2 separate regions of the Callithrix jacchus genome follow, and region 1 is linked to region 2. Evidence: chromatin contacts called from public Hi-C data. All regions are on one chromosome and are shown on one strand. The core of a region is the stretch at or near the end of the contact, and the rest is flanking DNA. Distances in the headings are between cores, read along the strand shown.

Region 1 (6,020 bases), core at 999-3,498, 140 kb before region 2:
AGGAGATATTTGTTTTTCTTACCTGGGTTAAGAGAAAGAGATACAGGCAGAGAAAGAAATGGGAGTACCCAGGCTTGAGAATAACTGGGTATGGGCTGGGTTCACAAGGAAACCCTGATCAGCACTCCCTCCCAGCCCTATGTGATCCTGTTTCGGATGCCACAAGTTCTTTCAAAGGCTCTATTACCCAGCAACAAAGTGGGCTGGTGTGATCTAGCAGGTAACTCTCAGGATCAACTGGTAGATTTATTTTTCCATTTTACTGTTACCTGTTTTCTGATTTATTCATTTATGTTTTAAACTTTTCCTGTGTCCTAGTTTATATAGGTATATTCTAATTAATTTATCATTATGAACTTTAGCAATCTTTCAATTTTTCATAATGAGTATATGTAAATACAATAGATGCTTGTTGAAAAGAATTATTTTTCTTTTGTGTTACTTGGATTGAAGGCTTTAGCAATCAATCTTTTCTAGAGTTCACTGTCGTCATGTGAAGTCACTGTTACACATTAAATAGGCAAGAGAAGAGGGGGATTTTACAGATTGTGATAAATTTACAGTGAAATTGGGATATGGCAAATTGATAAGCTGAATGGTTGAAATGTCAGCTTCCAGGTGCCCTTGGGAACAAGTAAAAACGAAGACCTCATGTTACCTCCTGCTCAGTGCACAAAATGTCTGCTCATAATCATTTACGTGGTCATCTACTTGCTGAAGGTGATCTAAACATCAGCCATTTTTAGTCTCATCTTTAGTCATCAGTGAACACCATACAGTATAAGGGGTACATGATTAGATGGAGTAAGAGACAGAGTCCCAGACTAAGATTTGGAAACCTGAGTTTTTGTTCCAGATATACCTCTGGATATTAGTTATAAATAACCTCTATACAGTTATTATCTTGCAAAACAGTACTTTTATATCGTTGGGCCCTAGTTTTCTCAACTATAAAATCAGAAGTTACATTTAATTATTTCTAAAGTCTTTCTAACTCCAGAATCCTATAATTGAGAATAAATAAATTATACATGCTCAGTGACACCATCTGAACATCACGCTGTGTACCAATAAATCCAGGTCAATGATGCTGTTCACAGAAACCTGACATTTACAGAAATCAAACTTTAACCAAGAGGAAAACTGACAGAACATTAATAATTGCCCAATATAATTTGTGATTCCATAAAGCAAAACTGGAATTCCAGAAGAGACGTGAAGAACTTTAAGAGTTATTTAGCTTGAGTGGCAAAAGGCAAAGTCACATATCACTTATCAATGCAGGTGAGAGTACAGTCATGTCTGCATGTCATGTAGTATGGGAGGGACTATTGTCTATCTCATGTTCTTTTCAGAATCAAGCATCATTGATCAAACATGAATGTGCAGTGATTGATTGTGCTTTCATTAGGTAAGCATCCAAACTTATTACAAAATATGCTCAGAGTGGCTGTTTCAGAAGAAATGTCTGTCTTTGAAATAGACAATTGTATATATAAAGACTGCAGCAAAAAGGAAAGACATGGGGTATAATTTTTCTCTTCTTACCTATTGAAATATATCTCTGATTCTTGTCTTTAGAAATTACTGAAGGAAAAAATATCATCTCAAAAGACTGAAATTACTTATAGACACAGGGATATTAACCTCCTATGACATATTAAAAAGTTTGGGAGAGAGAAATGTAAGCTACACATGATACCTCTGGAAATTCCATTCTGTTTCATGCAAATGATCAGTGAAAGTTATAATGATACAAAGTTATGCCAATAATAGACTTTTAAAGAATCAGGTATAAATGGCAGTGTAAATACACAGATCATCTTGGTTTCTTTTAAACATTACCAAACAAATATGATCCTAGCACTAAGGCAGAAATTTGGGGGAAAAGCCTCATAGCTTCTTTGTTGGTGGTTAAGGAACTCTGAAGTAAAAATAATAATAATAATAAAAATCAAGAAGCAATGCTCAAGGTAATAAGTGCTTCCATGTTTCCAGTTCTCATATCTGAGGGCACTGGATCAAGCTAAAGGACAATGAGATAAGGACAATATTGCAAGTTACCAACAAATGGCAGATAAAAGAGCTCTTCTGGGTCCTGATTAAGTGACAGCATTCTACACATTCTTTTGACTTGAGAAAGTCAGACTAAGAGCAGCAGCTAAGTTCCATGTGAAGCACCGCTAAATAAGCGTATCTGCATGCTTTCACATTCTGGCAGGACAGGATTCCTCCCCTTTCATTGAACAGAGACATGTTCTCTGGGCTCACAGCAATAATGCGCCTCTGCTTCAACTTCCATAAAAAAGCATAAATGTATAGGCTGAAAGCACAGAGAAGTTTTGTGCTTTGGGACGTGGTGGCCGAGAGCCAATGTTTACAATCCCCTGGGTGGGGAAGGCAGGCTGAAAGGCTCAGGACGGCAGGCTTTAAAAGTCTTTGCTGTTGCCGCCAGTGACCTTCGCCTCTGTTTTCAAAGCAGCTTTCACATTAACCCCTTGGATTCTGTGTGCACTGGAGCTGCACAAAGGAAATACCTTTCTTTGAAGGACACCTCTCTCACGCACATCGGTTTCTGATTTCAGTTGGAGCAGCTCAGAAACACAGGATTAAGAAAGAAGCATGTATTCAATCTGCTGTCAGACCCACGGGCATGTCAGTGGTATTGGATCTGGATTTCGATGTGTGTTCTGTTCTACAAAGTGAAAGTTTCCAGCTTTAGGCAATGGACTCAAGGTTACAAACCAGGGGATTGTGAAACATGAGCATATTTGGTCTCCAGGGGAGAAGGAAGCATCCAATTTATGCAGAAATGCTCTTTTCCCAGCTAGCCAATGAGAGGCGAAGCTTTGAGAGTAGGCTTCCTATTGGGATCTCCTGACTAGAAGAATGGTGCTTAAAATTAAAGACAGGCTAAATTGCTAACAGCCCAACTTAAAAAGCAGCTGAAGAGAAAATGCCAATTGTAGAAATCAAAAAGGAGTTTTCCCTTTATGAAATCAAAGCTGACCACATTTAGCTTATTATTACATACTGTTGTTGTTTTGCTGGGAAAAAATTAATAATCTTTTACTCTTAATGATCAGAAGTAAAGATCCTGTAAAACCTTATCATATATGTGTATTTTTTAAATAGTCTTTACTAAATTACTCAAATGAAAATATTCAAGAGTGGTATTATTTAAGCCTCAAAATGTTTTCAGGACACAAGATTTACTTTGAAAAAACTGGTTGATATGTCAGGGACTAGAACAAATGCTTTGGTCTATGAGAAACTTTGTGGATTTAAAGATGTTTGCCATTTAAACATTGATCATCATTAACATTGTCACCCCTTTATTCAATGGACAGCATATGGAATTCTGGGGTGATAAATTGTACAATTCTAATATTCAGAGTCTATGAACTCCTAACACATTTCCTGTCTTCAAGAGGGTTAAGATTTCTGGAGAAGAAAATGAAAAGCAACATACACCAGAAAATTTAACTGATATGCAAAAAAGTCCTTAAGTCTTACTAAAATCATCCAATCAAATATGAGACATGAATGAGAGAGAGAGAATTTTCTCTTCACATTTGGAGATGAAGCCTGGCCTCTATGTTACCAGGCGGCCATCTCTAATGTCATAAAGTCCGTGTATACTGTAGCTGGAAGTCCATCTCGGGAAGAATGATGATATTTGAGAGAACTGTTTTTTAGGACTAATAATTGGATCATAATAAGTGCTTCTGGAAACACTTAATTAACATTTCAGCTTCTCAAATAATGCTTAATAGTAATCATAACTATCACCCTGGCTTTCATTACAGACCAAACAACCTGTTCCTTGTTATCTATTATAGAAGTCAATGGTGATTAAGAAAATATATTCCACTCTAATGCAGACACTGACTAGAAAGAATGTTTTGAGAGGCTCAAAGAAACCCCAGAGCTGCACAACAGAAGATATAGCTGAGGAAAAACAGTCAAAGTTTATCATGGGTCTTCCATATGCCTGGCACTTCACTAAGGATTTCACAAATTTTGTGTGATTTAAATATAAAAACTTGCGAGATAGGCACAGAATTTTTTTTTACCCCTATTTTAGGTAAGATACTGATATTCAAACATGTTAATAACTACAGTAGTCCCAAACTAGCCACTTGTCAGAGTTAGAATTCAAACCCAGGTCTAACTCCAGAGTCTGCAAGTGTAACCACTGAGCATGACAACCATGCAAACAGCTCTCTACCACTGCAAAGAAGCCCCTAGGAAACATACTTCACAGCTCGAACCAATTGGCTTACATTACAATTACTATTTTATTGGGGACTCCAAGGCATGTCAATCTTTTAAGAAGGAAGCTGTGTTCAGTTGGAGACTTTTCCTCGTATTACTGAATTAAAAGTCACATATGACTTCTATCAGAGGTTGGGAAGCTGCAATACCTGGTTTCTGCAATAGATTTGCTAACATTTATATATTAATTTCACATTTTAAATGGAATCTAAAAGTAACAGATGATAGATATTATGCTATCACAAATTTTCATGTTTTACAAGCTAGTGGAAAATGCTTTATTCATAGGCTACAGGATCCATATTCTCACTATTCTCAGTCTGGGCCCCTCACTCCCACCCAAAGCTTTTAAGGCACTGTTTCTTGCCATCTTTTATAGCAATGACATGTCACTTAAAAAGTTTTCAGCTTTGACTCCGGTTTTTGAAGCAGCTTCTATGTAACTAATAACCTAACAGCTCTCCATGAACTTTAATTATTGCAATAGAATTATTAGGCACCACCAGTTACAACTGAACTCCTCCACACACAGTATAAAGTTAAAACTGTACAAATGAAGCCAAAATATGCACAGCTAAAAGGAATGTTACAGGGGGGCCTCTCTTAGCGAACAAAGCAAGCTCAGTTTGGCTCTTTTTCCCTCGCGCTACCACATCCGCACATCGTTAGTTGGAAAATTCCTGATATATGCTGTAATTTTTTGTGCTTTTTTTTCCCCCCAGCACACTTGAGGCTTTAATGTCCAGATGCCATTTTCCCCCTTATCTGTCCCTGTTTGGGGCTCTGCCAGCTATGGTCAACAATTAATACAGCTGAAGAAAAAAATACAGTACGCTCCCTGGCAATTGGTACAGCCTCGCAGGAAATACCAAATAAAAACTTGATTATGTATTGTTTAACCATTTTGTTTGCCTGTAGGCCACCCCGTCGTCGGTGTAATTCAGACGAGCATGCTTCATCTGGACGGTCTGTGCACTGCACCATTGTTCCCAGAGTCTGTCACGCACAATCACTGGCTTCAGCCTGTGGCCCTCTAAATGAAAGGAGCAGATTTGTGGCAGCTTTCCAACCTGCATTCCTTTTAATTAGTCAACTTGTGGCCCAATGTTATAATAGATAAGTAACCTCTTAATATTCATGTAATTAATTTATTTTTTTTCTCATTCAGTTATAAGCCTTTGCATGGGGAAGAAAAGGCTTTTTCCTATATGGGCTCTGGCTTATGAAATAAGCATGCTACTATTATAAAGGACATTAGAGACCATGGAGGAGGACAATTCCAGAAACGACAGTATGCCCATACCTCTACTTTAAGCATATTATTTTTGCATTTAAAATAGTGACAGAAATCTTTCTTTTGCAATCAATTTGATGTATGTAAGATAAATCATCTTCTTGTCAACTTCAACTGGGCTGATACATTTCAACTGATAAATTAGTTAAAATGTCAGAGAGACAGAAAGCTTTCACTTTTTTAGGATCCCTTTTAAATAAAGCAAGGCTGACATGAAAAGTGACAAGGAGTTCCCAAAGTACTAGAAGTCCTCTGCCCTCGACCTTGATTAAGTCAATAATTAAACTGCGGATGCTGTTAGCTATTAGTATGTATAGAAATCAACTTATCTTTTTAAAGGTTCATCATATACTAATAGCTAGGAATCAGAATGGCTTTTAAAAGCTCCATAGTTAAGTTCTTTCAACTATTTACATTTTTCTACTAAACCAAATTCTCCTTAAAGGCA
Region 2 (5,745 bases), core at 1,959-4,458:
GTGCGCTCAACTAGCTGGCGGCCGCTGCTTGCCTCCTCCGGGGCTCCCGGGAGCTCGGTCTTGCTTTTTTTGCCCCCCTGCCGGCTCAGGAGCTTGGGCTCTGGGACTCTCGAGGCTGCGGAGGCTGGATGGAGCGAACTCCCCGCGGGGCTGGTGCAACCCTGGTGCCGCCGCTGCGAAACTCCGCCTGCAGAGTCGCCGCCACCGCCGCCGCCGTAGAAGCGAGCCGATCCCTCCTCTTTCCTCTCCGAAGCGAAGTCCTCAGCACAGACAGAGACGATTACATAGCATCTGTCCGAGCGTGTCTCAGTCCAGAATCATTGCACCTAAAGGAGGAGACGGGAGGATAAGAAGAAAGTGCAATCAGACAGCCCAGAAGCCTTCCTCGGGGTTCCTCCAGACTCCCCTCCTCCTCCTTCACGAAGCCTCCATCGCTACCCTTCGCGCGCTCCTGCCCTCTCCCAAGCCGCTTAATTCTTCCTGGTTCCTCCGAGAAAAGCGAAGTTACTTTTCTTTCCCTGCAGGGCTGAAGCCGTCTTCGCGCGGAGAGGTTGCAGGGGCCCCTCGGGGATGAGCGCGCGGCGCGGGACGCAGTGGAACGGGAGGGGGCGTGCCGAGCAGCCCAGAGTGTGCCGGGAGCGCGGGGGAGGGGAGGCGCCGGGCACGTCAATGTCACGGCTTAATATTTATCCCTATATCATTGTGTTGCGCCGCTACGCTCCCCACCTCCTGAGGCCTGAACGTGCAGGGAGAGAGGGTCCAGGGGTGCCAGAGGACCTTCAGGGGTCGCGCGCAGCTGGAGCGGAAGGACTGTGGGTCCATCCGTGTGGGGCCGCAGAATGCGGGTGGGGGTTCCCAGGACCCTGTAACCCGATGCTGGGAGTGTGCGAGAAGGGGTGGTCAGACATCTGCTCAGAAATTGCTTCCTTTCTTTCAACTTTCAGTTTTTCTACGAGGAGACATTTAAAAACGACTTGCACACACAAATGGTCTTTTTGGGGTAAAGGAGTCCCGGTTGGAAACGAAATTCTCTCTGCGACTGGGAGGAGGACCTCCCTGGTGGAAACCTTGGGAAGACCAGCCATCTGGTCTGGGAGGGTTGGGGCTACTCGGTGGTGGGTGAGCGAGAGGCCCTGGGGGAGGGGAGACCCCCTCACCCACAGGATCCCGAGGGTGGCGTCACCCACAGGATCGCCACACTTTCGCTTGTCGTCTCCTTAAAAGATAACTTCAGGAAGACGGTAGCATAATCGCGCCCGGTCCTGAAGTTTTAAGCTGATTTCGACCTGAGCAAAACTCAACCTCCCTTTCAAAGGGTGGGGGGTGGGAGGTTAAATCCTGCGCCTCCAGGTAAGCGAGAAGGTCTGTGTCTTTGGGGCTCGGACTCGCGAACCTCTTCCCACTCCTAGGACCTCCCGGCTGTAGGTAGCGGAGGCGGCTGCCCCATTCCACCTCCGGCTAAAGGCCAGGTCCAGTCTGCAGCCAGACGCCCCCGGAGCCCTGTGAACAACAAAGCGCCAGAGAAGGGTACCCTAACCTTTCCTCCCCACTCAACAGCTATCTGGGACCAGGGGGCCTCCCTCCCCCACGGCCACCGTGGCCTCGTCAGTACTTTCGCCACGCCGGCCGCATGTCTAGAATTCCCGGGGTACCTCGGAATTACCTGGCCCGCAACTGCTGGCCCGCTTGCCTTTTGCCAGGATTTAAGCAAACGGCACGACCCCACAGTGGGCGGGTGGAGTGGACCGCGGCGAGAGCAGAGATTCTGGCACTCACTCCATTCAGAACTTAAAATCCGAGCAAAGAGCCCCCAGGGACTGCCGGGGGTCTGAGCCAGGTCGAGGGCCACACAGGTAGCCGAGGAGCCGCCACTGGCCGCCCAACCCGCCTCTCCTCCGTTCCCCCATCCCCCTCCCGCTAGAGTCTAGCCCCGGGCTCCGCAGCGAAGGAAGCGTCGAAGGACGTCCCACCCCCACAGGGAACTGTGCCTGCTGCCCCCGCAGGGCCCCGCACGGCCCCGGCTCTCCCCCTACTCGCCCCCCAGAAGGTCGGCCTCGGCGGATAGAAACGGGAGCAGCAATGCCTTTCCCCCCCCCTCCTCCACTTTTTTTTTGTTGTTGTTGTTGCTTTCCCACGCTGGCTGAATGTGACTTGACCCCATTTCAAAAAAGTTTGACATAGTGCTTCAACATTTCCGCATTCCTCCGCGACTACAAAGGCTGCAGCCGCCTCCTTCTGCTTTCTGTCTCTGCTCTCTGTCTTCACACTCAATGAAATCCTTCATGCGCCTCTCCCGAAGCCTGCCAAGCACCGCAAGGGTCGCCACCAGCACAGCGACAAGAGGCCACACCGGGGACCGCGACTCCCGCGTGTGCGCACACGCAGATGCGCCCATGTGCACACGGTCGGGCGCGCTGCGGTACCAGGGTTGCTCACCGCGGGGCGTGTGTTTAACTCCAGTATTTAAAAGTATAAAAGTAAACTTGGAAACTAAAGCAAACGTGCGTCTTCGCGGGTCTCCAAGCCTGGGCACTGGCCGGTTGCGTGCACTCTTCTGTGCATAACACGCCCGCAGGAAGCCTGCGTTAACATTTATCTCGTGGAGGGGAAGGTGGAGCCCACACCCACACCTCAGCGAGCTGGAGGGGGAGCTTTGGTGGGGGAAATAGGGGGATGGAAGCACATTTTCCAGCATGGAGTCCCCAGAGGCAGTGCATTTGAAACCCTAAATGTGAATTATTATGTGAGTGTCCGAGTCGAGTTCCAGTTCCGTTGGAGAAACTGGATGGGGAGTGTTCTGCGTGGGTGTGTGTGCGCATGGATACGTGGAAGCAGGATCTCGGTGTCGTGGGTGTCCCTAGCATGGGATCTCCCCTCTCATCAGGAGATTCCTCTAGCTCCCCAAAACTGGCCCCCGTAACCAACCCCGTCTCAGTTTGTAAGGGGTTAACCAAAGCCGATTCCAGGGAAACACGGGTCCCCCCCCACCCCACCCCACCCCGCCACGCTCCACTTACCCCCACCCACAGTTATGCCTCGGACCCGGGCCAATCTCTCAGATCTCCCCCGGGACCCCCCACCCCGCAGCCCACCCACCCGAGCGCACGGCTCCTCACCTGAGGGGCCCAGTCGCGTCGGGCCTCCTGAGGAGGCTGCGAGTGTCAGTCGGCTCTCCGCACGTGTCCACGGCCTGGCGGAGCAGGTAATCAGACTCTGGGGAAGGAGTTACCAGCACTCTCCGGCGAGGGGGTGGGCACAGCGGCAGAGGGCGGAGGGACGGCGGAGGGCGCCGCCCGCGCGACTCGCTGGGGGCGGACGGGGCCGCGGGGATCCGGCCGGCGCTGGGGGCCCCAGCCGGGGAGGCAGCGTGGGAGACCGCGCGGGGGAGGCGGGGACCCACGAAGGCAGCTCTGCCAGAGAGCCACCCCTCGGCGGGGCTGGGGGCTCCTGGCGCAGAGGCAAGCTGGTGTGCAAATTAAAGCTTTCCGGAGAAAGGGGAGGCGGCCGAGCCCCGGCAGGGCTCTGAGCTCCAGGCTCCCCAGCTCCGGTCTACGCGTCGGGGGCTAGAAGGGCGCGGGGCGGAGGCGGGGGAGTTAAATGAAAATTTCCGGCTTTCACTGAAACTGGAGTAGGGGGATCCCGCTACTAAAATAAGCTGCGTTAGTGGGAGAGAGTGGGGACGTGTCGGGAGTCGGCGGAGTTTCCAAACCCAGGGTCTCCAAGAGTTGGGGTTTTGACAGGGTGAAGTGGGGGTTATCCTCACTGTGTGACGTGGACGGATGGGAAAAACAGAAAACAACCAACAATAATTATGAGGGGCCGATGGGGGTGGAAAATACCAATACTTTACAAGAAACTGAAAAATCAGACCAAAAATTAACTCTTCTCTATTAAAAAAAAAAAAGTTTGGCAGGATGCCTTGCAGAAAAGAAATACTAATCTGTCCAAGCACTTTTCACTTTCAGCATGAGCTACATTTGTTTTGTTTTCCTTCGCTTCCTTTCGGCCTCACAAAGCCCTATATTTTCCTTTTAGAGGATATGGTTTGGAAATTATCAGGCACTCTTATGGTTAACGATCTACTTGAAGGGGCTGGCGGGTTCACAATTATTAAGTGGTCAGTAACTGCTGAGGGTTCACTAACGTATTTCAGAGGAGCTAAAAAGACTAAAATGTAGTGCAAATAATAGAACTGCAGATAGTAGATACATACACACAAAGAGGGGTGCTCAGTTTAAATGCATTATTGGAATTCTGAAATTTGAAACCTGGTAAGAATGTATACTTTACCTGCTGAGAAACCCTTGAATACAATTATTTTAGATGAAAATGAGATTTTGGACAAAAAAAAAGTCTTTAAAACTTTCTACAATGGAGTAAAAGAAAACTTGAAATAGCTGTCTTTTTGGAAAGAATTTAGTGTTCTCCAAAATCTGTATCTGTAGAATACTTGAAACCCTTTAAAACATCTAAAAGCAAAACTTTTCACAAAATTATTTACTTCAGTTCTTTGTAGAAAAATTAAAACCCTGCAAAATTCTGTTTTAGTTGGAAATACTACTTCTATAAATCTTTTGACTTTAAAACCATGTTATTAATCTCACAGTAAATCAAAATTTTGCCTTTATAAAATTGATTCTATATTACAATGTGAGGTGAGGCTAGGGAAATAAAAATTGATGCATTTCCAGTAGCACATATTTTGCAATGCATTATAATACATTTTTTCTAAAAAATAAAGGTGAAAAATTGTATGTCTTTAAGCTTAAGATAATTCATAAAATACATTTTGTGTTAAGAGCATATGTAAAGCTATTTATAATCTCACATACCTTATAAATTGAAGAAAGCAAATCATTAGATTTTATATTTACATAAAATATTAGATGACTACAAATCACTAATTAGACTTTAAGCCAGAGACACAAATGGGTATCCTCCATTTTGGTACTTGTTCACACTTATTTACTTTTTAAAACAAGATTCACTTGCTGGTAATTAACATGTTTATATAATCCAGAAATAATCGCCAGTAAATAGGAACCAGCACATCATGACTAGAATTTATTTGAATAAATCATTTATTTAAAAAATAGCTACAAATATCTTTGAAATTAACAGAGAAGTGTCTTTTCCACACTGGGTTGAATTTTTAATTTCTGAATTTGACAACAACCATTGTTAGATCAGAAATTCCATGATTTAGGTTACTAGAAGATGTGGGCAATGTAAAAAACAATGAAACTTTAATTACATATGTTAATACTGAGTGTTAACTCTCTGTCCTTTTTTCCTGTTATTGCTATCTTCTGTGTTAATTTATTATTGTTCACTCTTCCTGGTTATGGTTCACATTAAATCCCAGTTGGTTAAAGCTTCAGACCCAAGGAAGTTTTACAATTGATTGTATAAAATTAGTAAATACCAGATTATTTTTGTTTATGGATAACTTCTGTTGTGGGTAACAGGTTATCATAACAAAATTTGTTCAAAGTTTATGAACTGTGAACCAAATTCCAACTTCTTTGTTTAGGAGTCTTATGAGAATGAATATATAGGACTCTAGAATAATGACTCCAACCAGTATTTTCACACCACATATCAGATATTCTAAAGTTGCAAATCATCTTACAGGTATTTAAAAATTAGAATTCATGGACTTATTTCCAAATATGGTGGTGTAACTTACACTGAAAGACTTATTAGTGTCACATAAGGAATGTGTTTCATGTGTGAGCATTTGTA

What was found. A called contact is a pair of places that touch in the nucleus more often than the background predicts.
Region 1: a contact with region 2 is called in a Hi-C map of skeletal muscle, with 2.3 times the contacts expected there. The contact joins the enhancer-like site here to the promoter of CDK6 in region 2. A contact is called at or near these places in 2 of 3 Hi-C or Micro-C datasets (induced pluripotent stem cells and skeletal muscle).

The regions. Positions count from the first base shown.
Region 1 is chr11:56,920,754-56,926,773 of calJac240_pri, reverse strand. The region is part of intron 4 of CDK6 (cyclin dependent kinase 6); the gene reads right to left. Among named protein-coding and RNA genes, the nearest start is that of FAM133B, 110 kb to the left of the region's middle. Within about 2 kb of position 2,248, at least 11 of the 16 cell types and tissues checked have an H3K27ac peak or open chromatin away from gene starts, as enhancers often do. A contact at or near this core is called in skeletal muscle, where this site is marked.
Region 2 is chr11:56,783,825-56,789,569 of calJac240_pri, reverse strand. CDK6 (cyclin dependent kinase 6) reads right to left here and starts at 3,208. Exons shown (of 8, transcript XM_009002454.5): 1 at 3,117-3,208; 2 at 1-326. LOC144578366 (a long non-coding RNA gene) reads left to right here. Exons shown (of 5, transcript XR_013523946.1): 2 at 1-3,202.